Regions from separate parts of the Mus musculus genome. Here all the other regions are linked to region 1. The links are chromatin contacts, called in public Hi-C maps. All regions are on one chromosome and are shown on one strand. Each heading gives the region's core, a stretch centred on a gene start, on an enhancer-like site or on the middle of the called end of the contact. The rest is flanking DNA. Distances are from core to core; before and after follow the strand shown.

Evidence for each region. Hi-C and Micro-C count contacts between places; a contact is called where the count stands out from the background.
Region 2: a Hi-C map of cerebellar granule neurons shows a contact between it and region 1, with 1.6 times the contacts expected there. The contact joins two enhancer-like sites. A contact is called at or near these places in 4 of 484 Hi-C or Micro-C datasets (brain, cerebellar granule neurons, cerebellum and 1 more).
Region 3: a contact with region 1 is called in a Hi-C map of cerebellar granule neurons, with 1.7 times the contacts expected there. The contact joins two enhancer-like sites. A contact is called at or near these places in 8 of 484 Hi-C or Micro-C datasets (cerebellar granule neurons, cerebellum, cerebral cortex and 2 more) and 2 of 115 datasets of contacts at active chromatin or transcription factors (VIP interneurons and astrocytes).

The regions. Positions count from the first base shown.
Region 1 is chr5:130,332,373-130,336,454 of GRCm38.p6, reverse strand. Tyw1 (tRNA-yW synthesizing protein 1 homolog (S. cerevisiae)) reads right to left here. Exons shown (of 16, transcript NM_001015876.2): 15 at 1,042-1,209. Among named protein-coding and RNA genes, the nearest start is that of Gm40336, 44 kb to the left of the region's middle. Within about 2 kb of position 2,769, at least 8 of the 459 cell types and tissues checked have an H3K27ac peak or open chromatin away from gene starts, as enhancers often do. A contact at or near this core is called in cerebellar granule neurons and cerebellum, where this site is marked.
Region 2 is chr5:130,698,973-130,703,406 of GRCm38.p6, reverse strand. All of the region lies in intron 4 of Caln1 (calneuron 1), which reads right to left. Among named protein-coding and RNA genes, the nearest start is that of Gm40337, 150 kb to the left of the region's middle. Within about 2 kb of position 1,861, at least 3 of the 459 cell types and tissues checked have an H3K27ac peak or open chromatin away from gene starts, as enhancers often do. A contact at or near this core is called in cerebellar granule neurons and cerebellum, where this site is marked.
Region 3 is chr5:130,809,087-130,813,865 of GRCm38.p6, reverse strand. All of the region lies in intron 4 of Caln1 (calneuron 1), which reads right to left. Among named protein-coding and RNA genes, the nearest start is that of Gm40337, 44 kb to the left of the region's middle. Within about 2 kb of position 2,390, at least 8 of the 459 cell types and tissues checked have an H3K27ac peak or open chromatin away from gene starts, as enhancers often do. A contact at or near this core is called in cerebellar granule neurons and cerebellum, where this site is marked.

The sequences.
Region 1 (4,082 bases), core at 1,520-4,019:
AAAGTCAGAAGCTAAAAGGGCAGCGCCTAGCACGTCTGACACAAACTGCACCGGAAGACAGCTGTGTCAACAGGGAAACGAAGCCTCAGATCTAAGATGCCAGGGGAAGTGTCCTGAGACATGAGGTCATCTGACTTCAGGGACTCCTCATACCCCACAGGAAGAAAAGAGGTAAATCTATGCAGAATTATGAACACACTCAAAAGGTCACGTATGGTCTTATGACAGGCACACTGTGCTGAGGTTCGGCCCTGACTAAATAGCCAGGCGGCTCTAGACAGGACCAGCCACAGAGGCCAGAGTACCTGCCACAAGGAAAATACTCAAACAACCTCATCTGGCTATTTTCTCACCTTTCACACAGAGAAAATCCCATAAACCAAATGACTGACAGCACAAGTCAATTATTATAAACGATCCAAAGAAATCTACACATGATGACATATTAGCTATAGGCTCAGCTCACAACCCAAACCTGACACCTAGGCTATTTTAATGAATTTTGTTATGTTTTGAAAGTCCTTATTACATGTATTCATTTGGGAGGAGAGGGTACGCACGAGTGGAGGTCACAGAATAGCTTGCAGAGGTCAATTCTCTCCCAATGCCCTGTGGGTCCCCAGAGTCAGGTGGCCCAGCCTGGTGGCAAGTGCCTTTACAAACTGAGCCATCTCTCTGGCCCCAGATTATTTTGTGTTTGATGTCTCTAAACTTGCTGGCTTAAGGTGACTCATCCAGTTGTGGGCCCAGATGGAGATATGTCACCCTCTCTGGCCTCCGAGGGTACTGCACTCACATGCGTGCACACTGGCATATGCAAACATGATTAAAAATAAAAGCAATTCTTTAAACAAGAATCTCTAAACAAAATTTTAAAAACTCAAACAATGGAATAGTGCTCTCTGTGTTGTTCTGGGCTTTCTTAACACTCGTGTTAGGAAAGACAGTGGACAAGCGGACATCCCCTGTGATCAAGTGAGGGGCACAAAGAAGAAAGAGAAGAAAGGTGAGAGAGAAGTGGGGGCACAGCACACATCTCACCTTCTTGTGTCCGATCAGGAGGCAGTTGGAGTGCTCGTGTTCACACGCAACTTCATAGTCGGGAAGCAGATCGACCAGCTCACGGACAAACCGAACCACTTCCTCGTGCCAAGGGACATTGGCCATGGTGAGGCTGCTGGCTGCACTCTCACCACAGTAGGTCACACCCTGAGGGAAGGACAACATCAAAGATTGTTAGTTACGGACCTGTCTCTGGGGGGACAGCTTGTGGTGGTCACATTTCATTATCGACTTGACTGGATTTGACATCACCTAGGAGACAAACCACTGGGCACATCGGTGAGAATGTCTCCAGAAAGGGTTAAGTGAGGTGAGACTCACACTGAATGTGGGTGTACCATCAATGGGCTAGGGTCCTGGACCAAATAAAACAGGCGCACCAGCATCCATCTCTCTCTGCTCCCTCACTGTGGATGCCGGGTGAGCAGCCAACTCATGCTCCTGCCGCCCACCATGCCTGCCCAAGAATGATGTGAGCCTTTCTCACTGACATTGCTTTTGTAGGCATTTTCTCACAGCTAGGAGGGGAGTAACTAATACAGATCCCACTGGAATTCTATAACGAGATAGCGAGTTTGTCTGACACAGTGTGTCTATGTGGCTCTTATCTGCTGAGCCATCTCTCTAGCCCCATTGAGTGTGAATTTATAAAGTATTACATATTATATACACTGAGCAGGTCGTATTTAGGAATATATGTGTATTATATTCATACAACAACACTTAATGAAAAAAAGGCCATGAACTGAAAGTGGGAGAGGAAGGGTACATGTGAGAGCTTGTGGGGATAAAACGGAAGGGAAAATAATATATTTATATTCATTATATAAAAAATAAAAGAATTAAAAATAAATAGAATATCACACCAAGGAGAAGCATTTGCAGACTGACATGCAAGCCTTAATTATTTTATCAATATGGAAACTCCTACTTCTTTAAAAACAACTGTAGTACAATACATTGGCTTCTAATTCTTGCTCCTTACCTGTGAACCCAGACATACCTCCCCAGCCCCCAATCTCCTCGGCCCTCCACTGGGCAAGTGCAGTGGGAAACGATTCTTTCTCAAATAAGGTGTCTCTTCGGACCTCTCCAGAGCAACCCTGTTGTTTTGGTTCTGAGATGTTTCATACATCCCAGGCTGGCCCTAAAGTCAGGCTGTATCCTGCCGAGCTTGAGTTCCTCATGCCGGTTCCACCTCGAGAGCTGGGATTACAGCCACGGCCACCATGACCAGCTCAGCGCTGAACTGCCTCGGCAGCTACACACAGGCAGCAATCGAAACAGAAGGGCAAGCCTGCTGCTTACAAGTCCCCTCCCTGATACAGACACACAGACATATATGCCACAAACACATATATAGATTCAGACAGACGAATGCCACACACACACACACACACACACACACACACACACACACACACACGCACACACACTCGAGAGACAAATATGCACTACAGAGAGACACTACACATACACCCCACAGACATATATATATATATATACTATACACACAGACACTACACATACAGACACTACAGAGACACTGCTCATGTATGTACACAGAGACACCGCATGCTGTGTAAGAGGCAGAATTGCATTATATTAAAAAGAAAAGCTGATTCTACAAACGAGCCTTAGGCGACCCGCCCCTACAGATGGCAGAGCTGGGACTTGGCCTGAGCTCTACAAACCCTCAGTGCAGATGACCGCTTGCTGCAGATGGCAGCCACCACAGATGGCTGTTCGCAGTACTATGGACACTGCACCCAGAAACTCTTCTCTGAATATTAACCACCCACAGCCCCACTTCCTTAGAATAAGTGGTGAAATGGCCTCTGTTTGCTTGGGGATTTAAAGAATTCATTAGGCTGAGCTTCAGTGGATTTTAACACGCAAGTAACACAGTTCAAGACACCATTAGGAAAATCAAGCTGGAAAACTGTGCTAATTACTAACCCAAGTGTAAAAGAAGAAGTAAGAAGAAAGAAGGAAGAAGAAGGGAGAAGAGGAGGAGGAGGAGGAGGAGGAGGAGGAGGAGGAGGCGGCAGCGGCAGCAGTGGCTTACAGACAGGTCATCAGCTTCCAATGCTGCCTATGAGAGCTGAGTTACGCAACTGTGTGGAAAAGCTATCTCAAAGGAACTTCTTGTTAATATTTAAAAGTTCCCTGAAGCACAGAGGTCTCAGATAAGATCTTATATTCATAACTTTGATTGAGGGAGATACTTTAATATTTTATTATTCAGCAATAACAAATCATGAGATGCTAAAGGGGACTGACTCACTGGGAAGATGGACTATATGCCGAAGTTCATTAAAACCTTCTGTTTGTCTTGTGTAGCCCAGGCTGGCCTCCATTTCACTATGTAGTGAAGGATGACATTAAACTGTCAACCCTCCAGCCTCTCTCTCATGTATGTACCACCAATCCTGGCTCATGCAGTGCTGGGGACAGCCAGCGCTTCGTGTGTGATTGGCAAGTGCTGCATCAGCCCCGTCCTGAACTGTCTACTCTCTGAGAACTATGAACTGTTAAACAGGAGTTAAGCACTGTTTCAGCTTGGCTGGGTTTATAACCATCTCCAAGACACACCCTGATGTGTCTGTGAAGGTCTTGCTGTAAAGGGTTAACTGAGGAGGAAACATCCGGTGGGCTGAAGACCCAAACTAAAAAGGAAAAAAAAGGGAGGCACCAGGATAGCTCAGCAGGTCAGAGTGCTTTGTCACCACACCTGATGACCCAAATTTGATCCCCAAGTCACATATAGGAGAAAAGGACTCTCAACACTTTGCCTTACTGTTGGAGCACAGTCCAAGGATGCAGTCACGTGACGGGAATTCGGAGTGCTCATGAGAAAACAAGACCAGAGTCTTGTGTCCTCAGTTTCTTTAAAAACATGGAATTGTTCTTGGAACATGTTTCGTACCCAAGCCAGGCGTGGACAGGAGTGAGTTACACAAATTATTCGCTACAACTGGCTTCTGTGCTCTGTTCATGTCATATGCATGTGTAGAAAA
Region 2 (4,434 bases), core at 612-3,111, 370 kb before region 1:
TGTCTGGGGATTTTAGTATCCACAAGAGTCTTGGGTCCAATTCCCCATGGATAGACAAACAGACATGATTGTACTCTTGTAGTATCTAGAATAATCTAGATCAACACTGTTAATATAAATAAAACCTTATTTTTTTTCCATACCAGGACTGACTTCCAGCAGTCTCATGTGCCTAGCCCCTTCTTTTTACTGGAGGATGGCTTTATACCAGAGGGCACTGAATCTGTTCCCAGCACCCAGGTCGTGTGCCCCACAACTCCTGTAACTCCAGTTTCAGGGGATTTGATGCCTTCTGCAGGCCTTTCTGGACACCAGCACTCACTCAACTGTGTAAGCGAACCCTCTCCTGTGTGCACGTGTGAACACAGAGGCACACACTGAGAGAATTAAAATGTTTTAAGAGAAAGGTTTTCAATCTTCCAAGTCTACTGGATGACGAGAAAAAAACGGCTGGGGTTTGTCAGCCTTCTCGTTTATTTCACTAATGTGTTCATGTGTCTATCTGTGTGAGTAAACGCCAGGTGTGTGTGGATGTCCTGGGAGGTCAGAAGAGGGTGTGGGACTCCCTAGAGCTGAGAGCTGAACTCAGGTCCTCTGCTACTGGGTCAAGCACTCTTAAATGCTGAGCCATCTCTGAAGCCCCAATATGCCGGTGTCTTTCATCTAGGACAGAGTGACTTAATCCTGACAGGACACAGTTTTGGGGGGTAACGGGAGGACAAGGATAAAGCTGGGCCTTGATGACGTCATAAATTGTACTTGCTCGACATCTTTTTTGCATAAGAGATTACTGGTTTCAGGACAGCAGCCCATATATGGTTACATAAGCTCTGCAGGACACTGAGGATTTGGAAGAAGGTTCCCTAGGGTGGGCCTGGCAAGCTGCTTGCCTCCTGAGGCCAAGGATAGAGTGGGGCAGTTGGATGTAGAGGGATATAATCAGGAGAAGGGAGAGATTTGAGAAAGAAAAGATGAGATGGAGTGGTAACTTGTGTTGAAGCTTGTGGGGTCATGTTCTCAGAGTATTGCTGGAGCTGTTGCTCTCAAGACAGATCATAAAGGGGTTTTGCAATCCAGAGGGAGGTGTAGAATCTTTGCAAGACTTCTAAGCAGACAGTGACCTTGAAGGAGCCTCTCGTTTCATTTCTTGCCTTGGGGCAGATAAATGTCTAAATCTTCCTGAATGTCGGCTTGTCTGTTTTTTTTTTTTTTCTATGTCTCCAAGGACAGAGAGTCTGTGGTCCCCATCCTTCATCTTTTACAAGGTTGGACAGGCGTACTAGGGTATGAGAAGGTGACCATGAGGGCATGACAGATGGGGAAGGGAGCAGGTGTCACTCCGGGGATCCAGTTGGCACAGGGGGCAGGGGGCACGGGAGAGGGAGGGGGAGCAGGCAGAGTCAGTATCCATGATGGCTGGAAGCTGGGGCAGGTGAGCAGAACCCAGGGTGACCTGCTGAGATGACAGATGACAGCATAAGCTGTACAGCAGGAGGGCTCACAGCAGTGACGCTGACAGTGATGACAACAGCTCCTTCAGTCGCTGTGGCCATTCTGGTTGCTACTGCACCGGACACAGAGAATCAGGAAATACTCTAAGATCTATACACAGTCTCAGTGATCCCACAGGGAAGCCATTTCATCGCCTGCTTATTATTTATTATTATTATTATTATTATTATTATTATTATTATTGGGGTGTTTCACCATCTTTTTCTGAGATAGAGTCTCTGAACTGGCCTGGTCATCTAGGCTGGCTTTCCAGTGGTCCCAGAGAAGCTCCTGTCTCTACCTCCCAGCACAGGGATTACAAGTGCACTGTCATACACAGCTCTTGCTCCGGCTCCCTTTCCTCCCCCCCCCCACTCTCCCTCTCTCCCTCCTCCTCCCTCCTTGTCTCTCCCTCTCCCTATCCTTCTTCTTCCCTATGTGTATTGTTCATGTATGCATAAATACTTATACATGCCTGTGTGTGGAGCCCAGAAATCTGTGTCCAGTGGTGTTATTATTCCACCTTATTCTTTGGGTAGGGTCTTTCACTAAAACTAGATCACTGAATGGCTACACTGATGGACTGGCGAGTCCTAAGGAACCTCTTCTCTTTGCTTCTTCAGCTTGCACTGGGATGATAGGTGTTTGTAGTTATACCCTGCTTCTTGTCAGGATACTGGGGATTGAACTCAGGTCCTCACACTGGCACAAGAAGCTCCTTAGCAAAACCATGTGATGCCCAGTGTACAATTCATTCATATATATGTGTGTGTGTGTGTGTGTGTGTGTGTGTTCTGGGAAGTGAACTCAAGTCTTTAAGAACTTTACCAACTAAGTTGTCTCCCTGGACCAATGTCCTACATTCTACTGTTGAGAAAAATAAGCAACAGAATCTGAATATGATCACACAGCTTGAAAGAGAGCGATTTGGGATGCAGAAGCAGCCACTGGCTCCTGAGTACGAGTCTAACCACAAGAATGTCCGTCAATAAGGAATATCAATAAGCCAGAACTGGTAGTAAATTCCTGTGCTCCCACACTCAGGAGGTAGAAATAGGAGGATGGTGAGTTCCAGCCCAGCTTGGGCTACATTGTGAGTTCAAGGCCATCCTGGGCCACATGGTGACTTCAAGACAAAGTAATATAGGAAGTGTTTAGTGGGTAGGTCCCACCAGTAGAACAAACACGTCAAAGGAATCTTAGAGAAGACATGTTGAACATCCAAAGACCTTGATCAAAATCCTAATAGGAAGCAAATCCCTTGCTCTGAAAACATGACCCATATATAGGTCTCCGGTCTAGATCATCCTTGCTAACTGACCAGAAGTTCAGTGCTTCACTGTACACAGAACATCAGAAACTCGAGTGAGAGGCATGGTACAATGTGGCTGCCAGTGCGCCACACATTGTGTACATCATTCCGTGTGCTGAACAGCATTTTCCCATGGACATTCCTATCAGAACTAAGTAATCTCAAGCTCAGATGGGCACAGCAATAGAACCAGCTCCTTCAAGCTCCCAAGACCTCAATTTCCCCACCGTGAACTGTTAACTAAAATAAGTCCTTTTTCTATTAACTTACTTTGTTAGGGTATTTTCCCAGAGTAATGGAAAAATAAACTGAAACACACACCCAGTAAAGTGCTTTCCTTATAAACGAGGGGACCTATGTTCAACCCCCAGCCCGATGTGAAAAAAAAAAGAAGAAGCTGGATGTGGTGGCACCTCCTTGTAATCTGAATGCTGGAAAGGGAGAGACAGGAGGATGCACAGGGAGTGGCTAGCCTTGGATGCTTGGGGCTCAAGGAAAGGCTAGCCTTGGATGCTTGGGGCTCAAGGAAAAGCTAGCCTTGGATGCTTGGGGCTCAAGGAATGGCTACCCCAGCTTATGTGACAAGTTTCAGGCCAGTGAGAGTCAATGTCTTGTAAGACAAGGTGAAAGGTGTCTGAAAAATGATAGAGGGTTGTCTTTTAGCCTCCGTGGGCATGCATGCACAGAGTGCATCTCTGTGTGTGTGTGTGTGTCTGTCTATCTGTCTGTCTGTCTGTCTGTCTCTTTCTCTGCCTCTCTCTCTCACACACACACACACACACACACATACAGAGAGAGACAGAGAGACAGAGAGAGAGCGCAAGCGCCATGGGTATCACCATTTGTCTTAAAAGCCCAGTACTTTTTATTTGTTTCTATTATTCTACACAGACTCACACTGGGAAATTTCCAAATAGCCATCAACTAAATATGAGCACTGGCTTAGACTCAAGCTAGACATCTGTGCTAATTTCCCAGAAGAATACCCACAGAAATATAGATACATGAATGCCAACAGTAAACCCAAGATAAGAGAGACCACGGGTCAAACTGTGGAAGTTTCTGCTAGTGGTCACATTCCTGGGAAGGATCTAGAAAGAAACCAAGCACACGCTTTAAACCACAAGAGGAAAACATAGCCCCAGAGAAATTGAGAACTTATACCAAATAGCCAACCTGCGGACTTTGATAGAAATCCCATGGTGGAGGGGCAACATGGATTAGAAAAATAAAATTTAAAGAAAAAAACGAGCACTGCACTTTTAAAATAAAGATGGCTGCTGTTGGGAAGCAAATATTACCCTGGTCAGAGAAGAAAAAGAGCTTTGATAGTCACCACTTACAAACCACATGGGAACCATCATTGAAACAGCTTTCTGCAGGGCCACAGCTATTGTGAATGGTGTTGTGATAGCATGGGTAGCTTTGGTTTGTTGACTTTGTTTCCTTAGGGTGTGTGACCCAGGATTGGGATGGCTAGGTTATTTGGAAGAGTCAACATTTTCATAGCAGAAATGACTCATTTCTAATTTACCTCTTGAGAGTCATCATGAGTGTTAGCTTAATTGAAGCCTTCCGCTGGGACCCTGTTTAATGTTGTTTAGTTGTACTGTTTCGCAGATGATGAAGTG
Region 3 (4,779 bases), core at 1,141-3,640, 480 kb before region 1:
ATACCCCTTGTATCTTTTTGCAGAAAAGTACTGATTCTGCACTGGATTTAGTGACACAGTTTGTAACCACGGGCTGCTACTCAGGATATTAAGTGACTTCCATTCCTCACTTCTACTTGTCTGGGAGCATCCACCTCTGGGTGCATGACTGTCATGACTTCCTCTACTAGAAAACATTTAAAACAGCTACTAACTTGAAGCATTTGTGAATGCTCCCTTCTCTGAGAGACCTTAAAGTTATTTTAAATTTTTATTTATTTATAGTGAGTGAGTGAGTTAGTTAGTGTGTTTGTGTGCATGCAAGTGCATGTGCCAGGGGCACACATGTGGAGATCACAGGACAACCTGGAGAAGTTGATTTTTTCCTTACTAGCATACGAGCCCTGGAGATATAACTCAGGTCGCTGGGATTGTTAGCATGTGCGTTTCTCTCTGAGCCATTTTGTTAGCCCAAGACATTATATTTTCCACAATACCTTAAAAAATAATGTTTTGTAAAACTATACGGGCATATTATCTGCGTGCTTGTCTGTGTACCATGTGCATGTAATACCTGGGAAGGCCAGAAGAGGGCGTCAGATTCCCTGGGACTGGATTTACAAACAGCTATGAGCCATCATGTACATTCCGGGAGTCAAACCTGGGTCCTTCAGAAGAGCAACTGGTGCGCTTAACCTCTGAGCCATCTCTCCAGCTCCTACCATGCCTTCCCACCTCCATTCTCCTATAATAGACACCCTGGTTTGATACGACATCATAAAATTGCACAGATGCCCCTATGTTGATACCTGAGCTGAGGGTGTGGGTATAGCTCAGTGAGTAAAGTGCACACACTTGGTGCACACACTCCTGCACAAGGATACACACTCAGAGAAAGCTAAGCAGAGCTTTCTGGTTCCTTCTGTTTGGGGTTGGGTGAGTAACCTAAGTTTTCTTCTTTCAATAGCCTTTATCCATTCTCCAACACTAGCAGGACTTTTTCTCTACCCTGGAGATTATGCACACATGTACGTGTGTGCGTGCATGCACATGCACGCATGCGCGCGCACACACACACGGACACACACAGTTTCTGTGCCATATTTAGACATATGTTTCTGCAAAATCTTGGCTCCAGCTTAGCCAGGCTTTTTTATTTTTATACCAACATTGTGTTCTGCCTCCTGGGTGCTTCTTGCAACCATTTGACAACTCCTCCTTTGTTCTAGTTCGATTTTTCCTCTGGAACACAAATTACTCCTAATTAGCTGTCTATCCTGTTCTTCCATATATTTCATCTCTTCCCAAATAATTTTCATGTTTGAGTTCTGGGCTGTATTCTTCTTTCTTTCTTTCTTTCTTTCTTTCTTTCTTTCTTACCATGAAAAGATCATTTTGCTCCTTTTAACTTTCTTTTATCCATGCCTATGTGTGTGCACACATGTGTGCATGTGTGCGTGCGTGCGTGCGTGCGTGTACACATGAGTTCAGGTACCCCCAGAAGAGGGTATTGGATCCTTTGGTGCTGAGTTATAGGTGGCTGTGCACCACCCAATATGTATGCTAGGAACTGAATTCAGTTTTTTTTTTTTTTTAAGGAGCAATATATTCTCTTAACTAGTGTGCCATTTCATATGACTCCTTCCCTCCCTCACTTCTCCCTCTCCCTCTCCCCCCGCCCCCTCCTCCTCTCTCGGTACAGTACCCACACAGGCCAGAAGAGGGCACCAGAGCCCCAGGAGCTGGAGTTACAAGTGGCTGTGAGATTCCTTGATATGGGTGCTAAGAACTGAACTCAGGTTCTCCAAAAGAGCAGTGAGTGGCCTTTACCACGGAGGCATCTCTTGAGTCCCTCATTCTGCCTCTGATTGGCTGAGTCAAGACCAATTCTTTTTGCCTTTATTTTGGTTCTGTAATTTTAGTCTGTTTCTTTCTTGACCCAAAGTGTCATGAGTTACTCTCTTGTTTTTATGTTTTTTTTTTCCCATATAATTACCTGGTGGATGCCTCTCTCTCTCTCTCTCTCTCTCTCTCTCTCTCTCTCTCTCTCTCTCTCTCTCTCTCTCTCTCTGTGTGTGTGTGTGTGTGTTTGTGTGTGTGTGTAGGTGCACATACCCACAGGTCAGGATATCTCTTCTCATGTTCTATCATTTTCTACCTTATTCTCTCAAGGCAGGGCCTCTGTCATTTTTCCCTTGTTAAATCTTAAACAGCTTCCTGACCATCCTCTTTTCAGATTAAAGTGTAAAAAGAGTCAGAGGGTGCCTTCTACTATTTTTCCTTGATTCGATTTTATAACTTTTTAATTAGTATAGCTTGAACATTTTATTTACTTATTGACTATTTTGTCTGCATATATGTCTATGGACCACACGAATGCAGTGCCCAAATATGCCAGAGGGGGGCGCTGGATCCCTTAGGACTGGAGCTACAGATAGCTATAAACTGTAGGCTGTAAGCTGTTACTAGGGTGAGGGGAAATAAACCTGAATCTTCTGGAATAGCAGCCAGTGCTCTGGACCATCTCTTCAGCTCTCTTAATTTAATTTTCAAAGGCAACTCTTATTCTCTGGGATATAAGTGAGATGGGTTTCTCTCTGTGTGTGTGTGTGTGTGTGTGTGTGTGTGTGTGTGTGTGTGCGTGTGTGAGTGTGTGTGTGAGTGCATGTGTGCCTCTGTGCATTCATGTCTGTGGAGACTAGAGAACAACCTTGGGCATCATTTCTCAACTGTCACTCACCTTTCTCTTTATAAGACAGGATCTCTCACCAGCCTGGGACTTGCCAAATAGGCTAGGCTGCTGGCCAGCTAGCTCCAGACATCTTCCTATCTCCAATCCCAATCTCTTGTTAAGTATGCACCACTATGCCCAGTATCCATGGCACTGGAGACTGAACCCAGGGTTTGTATGTGCTAGGCAAGTCTTACCCACGGATCTACAGCCTCAGCACTAGGTGATTTGAGAATAGATCTTGCTCTGCAGTGTAGGCTGGCCTGGAAATCACTCTCAAAGTCCAGACTGGCTTCAAGCTCTTGTTACTTCTCTTTCCTCAGTCTCTCTCATGAAGGATCACAGGTTCAAGCACTGTGTCTAGCTTGCAAGTTAATCTTGTTTATTTCTGTGTCAGACTCTGCCAGTTGACAAAGAGCCCTTGGAAAAGATGCACCACCTCTAATTCAGTGGCTAGACCGGAGCGTGTGGATGCATTACGATGCATGTTTGCTGAATGGATAAGTGGCAACCCTCCATTTCTTCTCCTTCCCCTTCCTACCTATACTCCCTTCCCCCACAAATCTGTCATCAGGAGGCCAGGAAAAGTATCTTCTGCAAGGAGACGTCCAGTGGAGACTCACAGTGAAGAAGGGAAATTGAACTCCTGCTCCCGCTGTGATAGGAGCCTCAGGGGGCCCTGGCTGCAGAGAAATTCTGAATTCTCAACAAGATGAAAGCCAGGCCACTAAAAGGACAAAGCCCGAGGCACACCACAGGCCTCCCACCCTGAGGTCTTCCCCATCCCTGACTCCCACTGAGACTAGCACTGTAGGGGACCACATCTTCCCTGACCAGATTTTAGGCTAATCCTCCTCTCTTCCAACTGTCCCAGGTGTGGAATTCATTTCATGGTGCCATTTAATTCACCTTGAGGGAGTTGAGGAAAGGGGTCAAATAAATTCTATTATAGAATAATATTCTATATTCCTGTTCTTCCCTGTGCCTAGTTAAAAGGGTGTCATTCTAATGTTCTACAGTAATCTCCTTCTATTGGAACACTTCCTCCAGGAAGGGGGTGCTCATGGGACTCAGGACGAAAGCAAACTTCCCATACTTAGGGAAGCTGGAACTCTTCAGATGCTGGAGTTCACGAGGTGCTAGGAAGCAGCTCCCCAAGGTTACAGATGCAGGGAATGATGATGGGCAAGGAGACTCTGACCATCACAGCTGCCTAGAGGAGACTCTCTGGCCTGGCCAGCTGCCTACAAATCCTGCAGAGAGCTCTTATGTGTTGTCACCCAGGCTGAGATGGGCTTTTGGTGATAGAGCAGCTTTTGAGTTAAACGTGGTCCTGTAAGTCACACCTCACACATACTCCTAAATGACCCCAATGAGTCCCAGTGAACTCATTAAGTTCACCAAGTTAGACTTTGGTGGCATCTTTGGTCTGTCAGACCCCCTAGCAGGCATGAGAAGACTTTATCTGTTCATGTGTCCCTATGAAAAGTCTCACCCACCCCATCAACCTCCCAAGAGAAAGGGCTGCCTAGAAGATCAATAAAACAGAACATCTTCACTTGGAAGTAGAGCTTTTCCTAATGTGCAGTAGTGACCTGTAGTCTAGCGTACTTAAAGGACCTAGAGTAGCCAAGTCCTACCTGCATGGCTGAGCTATCTCATATGTTTACCCCAGCATATATATATATATATATATATATATATATATATATATATATATATATATATATTAGACTATCCCATCCCTGTAATTTCATTCTGCTGTCTTCCGTTTATCCTTGGACACACACCATCAGCAGTGCAGACACCTCTCCTCCAAGTCTATCAGCACTGCTAATGGTACTGTTCAGCCACAGCACCAGAAACTCCATAGTACTTATAAACTTCCCTGCCTCCAGGGTTTTCTCAACATGCATATTTAGACAAGGAGCCTGAAGTGAAAGAATATTGTGACGGAAGCAACTTAAGGGAGGAAGGGTTTGTTTAAACTCACTCTTCAATGGCACAGCCCATCATGGAAGGGAAAGGAGCAAGACCTGGAGGTCGCATTGTATTTATACTCAGCAAAG